2 separate regions of the Rattus norvegicus genome follow, and region 2 is linked to region 1. The links are chromatin contacts, called in public Hi-C maps. All regions are on one chromosome and are shown on one strand. Each heading gives the region's core, a stretch centred on a gene start, on an enhancer-like site or on the middle of the called end of the contact. The rest is flanking DNA. Distances are from core to core; before and after follow the strand shown.

Region 1 (3,271 bases), core at 293-2,792:
CACACACACCCCAAATACAAATAAATACACTTGCCCCTCTATTTATGAGCCTGTCTGTGCTGAGATGGTGGATACTAAAAAACATTTTCTGCATACACAGTGGTGTGGAGGAGACATGGAAATGTGAGAGGCCTGACTCCAGGCCACACACTTGTCAGTCAAGTGCCCCAGCCAGAGGTGGGATTACACCTATCCATGCTGTTATATTCTCTCCTGGACCCTTACAGTTTGGAAAGTTTCCATCGAATCTGGGCAAATGCCCAGAGTATGTGTGTGAGCTTTCCACTAGCCTAGATGTCAGAACTGTGGGTCAGGAGTGGTTGCTTTCTCTGTAGGGTGCCAGCTCTCACACTTGGATTGCCCAGTGGAGATATAACATGAGTCACAGATGCAAACTGCATGTATACTTTTAAATGCTCTGGTAGTCACATTAAAAAGAGTAGAAGGAACTGTTTGAACCTAATTTTAATACTACATTTTCCTTAATGGAATATACCTAAAGTGTGTGTTGCTTCTCTACGTGGTCAATATGAAAACTCACCCAAGCTCACACTGTTCGTTCCCTATTAAACACTTGAAAACCACTGTGTACTTTAGAAGGACATGTAGCCAGCTACATTTTCATAGCCATGGGTAACTAATGGCTCTCTCACAGGGCGTCACTAGCAGGAGAAGCAGGTCTTTGGCTTCCCCCAAAGACACTATTCTGGCAGCAGAGCTGCCTCTCAGTGTTCTAGTTGCCCAGAGCAACAAGGCCTGAGTGGGTCACGTGCTGGGTGCCCCTGCCTGACCCAGAATCCCCATCTTTCTCTGCCTGTTCCCAGCAATGCAAGGCAGCCTTCTACTTTGAAGTCCTAGAAACCCCAAGGAGTCTGATTCTAAATCCAAGAATAGACTGTGGCCATAGCCCCCAGCCCCCAACACACGTCATTTAGAAGAACTCATTTCTGTCACCCGGGGCATCTAGCCACTTGCCCTGGCAGCCCACAGGTAAGACAATGACTTACACCAATTTTGAATTCACCTTTCTTCCCAAGAGAATTTTGCCCTCTATGGGCTTTGGGCAAGCCCCTTCCATTCTGAAGAAGAAACCCCCCATTCATGATGTTGCCAGCAAGAGAATACTGTGCTCATAAAACAGGACTCACCTAGTGACCAGTACTGGATAGCTCTGGCATTTTCTTACAGCCCAGGGCTCTGGACACTTGGAAGAAAAAACATGGTGTGTGTGTGTGTGTGTGTGTGTGTGTGTGTGTGTGTGTGTGTGTGTGTGTGTGTGTGTGTAGTAACTGGAGTATCCTGAAAAAGCCCCGAGGCTGCCCCTGCCTTCATAACTCCACAGCCCTCCTGCGAGCTTGGCCTGCCTTTCTCCCTCCCACTCTCTTTTGTTAAGTGGCACAAGGAGATGTTATTTATTGTACCTTTCTGACAAGTAAAAGCCATTGCTCTGATTTACAACTCGGCCGCCCCCTCTCTTGAGTCAGTGTGTGATTCATCTCCTTAACGTGATACTTCCGAAGCGTGTGGCTCACTCTCAGGATGAGTGGAACAGCCTTTTCTGCCAGACTTCTCCTCAGGCCTTTAGCTGCCCTTCCTGGCACACCATGCCCAGCCAAGATCCAGCCATGGTTCTCTGCTGCAGAACTTGATGTTTTCCTCCCAGCAGTGGCTCTGTCCCATACTGACCTCCCAAGAAAATTAGTCAGGGCCTTGGGGAGCTCCTGAGTCAGAGTCAGCGCAAACCCCAGATGCAGTTTGGATGGGGGCGGGGGAGGTCAGGCTTGGAAACCATCACTGGATTACTCTGCAGACCTGTCAGAGTGAGGGGACTGAGCAGAAGCCTGGAGCCACCCACCCTCCAGGCTGTGGTTTGTGACCTGGCTTCACAATTCCAAAATCTCCCAGCAGGCTCCAAGCTCTGGAGTCCACCTACTTAACTCCTCACTCACTCACTCACTCATTCATTCAACAGCCTTCAACTCCCTTCTGAGCTTGTGCTGCCTAAATTGTGACAAAACATAAGTAGCAATGATTACATAAGCCATTTTGAGCTAACTCAATGACATTAAAAAACATTCACATGTGGGCTAGAGGGATGGTTCAGCAGGTAGAGTGCTTGGTCTGCCAAGTGGGAGGCTCTGAGTTCAGTTCCCCAGAGTTCCAAAGGCTGAGCATGGCTGTGCATGCTGTGGTAACCCAGCCTCCTGGAGGCGGAGACATGCAGATCCTGAAAGCTTGCTAGCCTGCCAGCATAATTGAAACAGCAAGCTTCCAGTTCAGGGAGAGAGAGGCCCTGTCTCAAAGCAGAAAGGCAGAGGCTCATAGAGATGCCTGACATCCTGCTGCAGCTTCTTTCTGTATGTGTGCACAGGTACACCCACCCATACACTCACATGCATGTACCACCTACAAATATACCACAGACACACATGCACACTTACATGCATTCACACACTCACATGTACACTTACACACATATATACTTATACATTCGCACAGGCTCACATATGTATGTACTCACACAGACATGTGATCTATACACATTCATACACTCATATTCACACATGCACACACATTCACACTCACATACCCACACATACACATTCACACACAGGCATTCACACTCTCACACATACATTCACACATACACATATGCATGCATGCTCACGCTCATGTACATGCATTCACATTGATTCTGTCTCTGTCTCTCTGTCTCTCTCTCTGTCTCTCTCTCTGTCTCTCTCTCTGTCTCTCTCTCTCCCTCTCTCTGTCTCTCTCTCTCTCTCTCTCTCTCTCCCTCTCTCTCTCTCCGTCATGCAACCATCACCACCATCTTCAGAACTTTTTATCTTTCCAGACTCTGAAACTCTAACCCAATCCTCCTGCCCTCCACCCCTCATAGCTGCTGTTCCGTGTGCGCATGTCTGTGAACGCGGCTTCCCAGGTGCCTTGCACAGGTGGGATCATCTGCCAGCATTTCCCTGCCAGAGTCTAGCACAGCATAGTCCAATCCAAGCTCTGACTTGACAGGACTGGGAAGAGACCCTCAACAAAGAGCATGATAAACCCAGTGCCCAGGTCACTCCCTCTTTCTCCTTGAGTCTCTGGTATGGAATGACATGCCCCACCTAATTCATAGCCTTTCTCTTTCAGAGGCCTTACAGACAGTCCTCATGGGAGAGGCAAAGGCACGGGGCACAGGAGAGCAAGACTGGTCATTGAAACTGTCTGGCTTTGCTGTCCCTGATCTCAATTCCCACGTGTGTGGCTG
Region 2 (3,416 bases), core at 594-3,093, 39 kb after region 1:
GAACCTAGTCTTCCCCACTGCACCCTTCCCAGGAGCAAAGGCTGGGTGAGCTGGCTCCAATAGGACATCCATTCCTTTGACTGCCCAGGTCAGGCCAGAGTAGAGAAGACCTGCCCTCCCAGGAGGGACCCCAGCATTAGCAGCTGTGGCCTTGATCAAGTCACATGACTGGAAGTTCCTTCTTCATAGAGTTTATGTTCACAGGGACATGCCAGAGAGCAGAGTAACAGATTGGAGTCTAGGGGTCCAGCATGTTAGAGATGTCTGCTCGACTTTAGGACTACAGAGCATCACACATCTCCCCATTTTAAAAAAGCCCCTTTTCTGGAGCTATTCACTTTCCCAATGTTGCCATAAGCCCGAGGCTCTCTTGTGGTAAGCAAGGCCACAGGGAACTGTATTGATGACCCTTATTAAATTGTAGTTGTCATACAGGATTTCTGGGCTGCATTCCATGCCCCATCTTCTGTTTAATTAGCCATGTGACCTTGGCAGGGTGGAGGATGCCTAGGGGCCAAGCGAGCTGCCGTGAATGACTTCTGTGACATTCCAAGGTCAGTGGGACCTGGGGTCCAGAGACACAATGGACCCTTCAGCCTAGGTCTCTGGGCCCAAAGAGAAAGGTGTGCCTTGAGCCCTTTGGTAGCACATAGGTGCTTCTAACTCAGAGTCATAGCTGGAACAGGTCTCATCGGAGATATGAAAGGAGGTGGGAGGGGCTCAGGGAAGGCACTGCAGCAGGAGATGGCGGGAGATCAAGCTAGGCACCTGCTCAGTGCCCATGATCCCTCAGACTTCCTGATGTCACCCTGTATTCCACCTGGCCAAGGGGAAACCAGGTCAAGCCACACGGCTCGTGAATAGGACCTTCCCAGTAGAGGTGGATAAGATTCTAAAGTCTGTGCCACTAAGTGGGCGTCCTCACTGAGGAGCCAGGAGTAAGAGCCTCAGTTCTTCCCAGCAGAGTTCATGGCTGGTATCCAAGGAAACAATGAGGTTGGACACCAGGTCTGAGAGGAGACAGTAACCAAGGTCAAAGGCACCTCAGCCAACCCTGTGTGGAGAAAGGCAGCACTGTGGCTCTTCCTTTGCCTCGGGACTGCTCAAGAACACTGGCTCAGTCTTCTTTGAGCATCCACTCAGGGGAGAAACCAGCATGGCTCTGGAAATGCTGGTCTTCACACCACGTATGCCTGTAATGGATGTCTGATGTAGACTGAAGCTGGAGCATAACCTAGAGCTCAGCCCTCAGATTACAGATGAGAAGTGCATCTCGAGATACCTTGCAGGTGGCACAATGTCACCTGGCCAGGTGTGGCCCGGTTTCTAGTGGTACGAAGAACTAGGTGAGCTAGGACATCAGGCACCTGCCACAGTTTTATGAGAGCAGAGATGGGCACCACCGCAGCTGGGCTGTGTTACACAGGACAGCCACCATGAAGGCTCAGAGCCTGGGCTCTAGGGTGGAGTTTAGCACTCCTCCACAGCCCACAAAGGGTCTAGGTGACATTCACAGGCTCACAGATGCTGTACTTGGTACCTAGCGGCTCACAGAGAGGGGCCTCCTTGGAGACAGTGTCTCCTAGCACAGCAGTCTACAAATCATTTCCACGAGCTGTCACTTTGACAGTGAGGCTAAGTTGGGTCTGATTCAATGTTGTCTTGTCCCCCTCTCCCTGCTTTTCTCTCCTCCTCTCCTGCTTGCTTTTTTTCCCCCCTCCAGCCTCCACTTATTGGAAGCAAAACCTCCCAGTGCATGAATGGCAGGCAGGCAGGGAGGGAGGGAGGCTCCAAGACAAAGAGCCGACTTTGTCTGGCGGTGAATTTAGAGAGCATGTGGGTGGTTGTGGAGCAGCACAGACTTCCTTCATCTGCTGTCACCCAGCTCCCTTCGCGTCGGCGGAGAAGGAGAGATGGGCTTCATTCTCCAGCAATGCCTGAGTCCCAAATTACAGGGCTGAAGAGAGCCACGCAGCGCTCCAACCCCATGAGAGAGGAGGGAAGCATGATGGGAGATAGAGGAAGGATAGGATTGGGGCTTGGTTGCTTCTATCCGAATGAGCTCCAAGATGGGACTGGCATGGGTAGCCGAGGCTTAGCTCCAGACACCCCACAAAGCCCCATACAGGTGGGGTCAAGCTTCCCCATAGCTAGGAGATGGTGACTCCTTCCTTATAACGATGTCAAATAGATTAAGTCAAACAAGGAATGTGGTCTCCATGCCTGTCCTCATCATAGTGATCGACATTACCTCTGTCATCCTCACCACTATCACAAATGCTGACATAGGTTACTGTGTGTCAGATATGCCCCAAGGGCTCATGATGGTAGGATTCCAAGCAGTGGGTGCTGCCTAGAAGCTACTGGTGGCTAGCTTCCAGTTTCTGCTTTGTTAGCAATGTGGGGCACAACATGACTTTCTGAGGCTTAAGTCTTTTTTTTGTAAATTAATTTCATTTTTATTTCATTTATTGTGGGGACACATGCCCCAGTGCATGTGTGGAAGTGAAAGAAGAGTTGTATGAATCTGTTCTCTCTTTCTCCATGTGGGTCCAAGGAATCCAGCTCAGGATTTTAGGCTCCCTGACAAAAACCTCTACCCACTGAGCAATCTTGCCTGCCCTGGGCCTTAGGTTTCTCATTAGTTAAAGGAGGCTTAAACTACTCTACTTTCCAAAAGGAGTTCTTGTAGATGTAGTTATGTTGGAGACCCCAGAATGCTTGAAAGAGATCTTCATCCTGCAAATGACTGAGTACAGCGTAGTTGATTCTGGAGCAGATCGGCCAATGCTCAGCTGATCTCATGGAAGGACACCACAAGCACTCTAGCCTCTGGTTTTGTGTGTGTTTGTTTTCTTTTGTTTTGAGACAGGGTTGTAAATACCTCAGGCTGGTCTAGAACTCTCCATCCTCCTGCCTTGGCCTCTCAGAGTTCTGGGATAGCAGGTGTGTGTCTAGATCAAACCTCTTCTTCACACTCCTCAATTTAAATGCTTTAGTTACTGTTTTCTGCCACAGGCATGGTCCTCAACTCCCTTCTCATCCTCCACTCTAGAGACTCGGCAACATTAACCATCATGTCAGTGAACATTTTCCTCTTCTCACAGGCTGCCAGATGCCATCAGTTTGCCCCGGATGAGGCTCCCTGTCACCACCACCTGCCCAGCCATGCTGAGCCTTCCCTTCTCTTTCTTGGAGTACAGCATCTTCCCTGTAATTTTTGGCTCCCTCTCTACTCCAATGCTGACTAGATTGGGGGTCTGGATGTCTTTCTAAGTTATGCGCATGGCCCACAGCTTCTCTGTGCCATACCCCTCAGCATGGGGTGAGTGGCCATCAATGGTGTCCAACACCAGCCTGGCCCTGATCCAGAAGCATTTACCCAGAGCTGACTCTTTGTTCAGTCACTCTTACCT

Evidence for each region. A called contact is a pair of places that touch in the nucleus more often than the background predicts.
Region 2: a contact with region 1 is called in a Hi-C map of Schwann cells, with 2.2 times the contacts expected there. The contact joins two enhancer-like sites. A contact is called at or near these places in 3 of 12 Hi-C or Micro-C datasets (Schwann cells, frontal cortex and mammary epithelial cells).

Annotation. Positions count from the first base shown.
Region 1 is chr5:138,806,944-138,810,214 of GRCr8, forward strand. It overlaps a transcript of Hivep3 not described here. Among named protein-coding and RNA genes, the nearest start is that of RGD1563049, 55 kb to the left of the region's middle. Within about 2 kb of position 1,543, at least 40 of the 93 cell types and tissues checked have an H3K27ac peak or open chromatin away from gene starts, as enhancers often do. A contact at or near this core is called in Schwann cells, where this site is marked.
Region 2 is chr5:138,845,803-138,849,218 of GRCr8, forward strand. It overlaps a transcript of Hivep3 not described here. Among named protein-coding and RNA genes, the nearest start is that of RGD1563049, 94 kb to the left of the region's middle. Within about 2 kb of position 1,844, at least 45 of the 93 cell types and tissues checked have an H3K27ac peak or open chromatin away from gene starts, as enhancers often do. A contact at or near this core is called in Schwann cells, where this site is marked.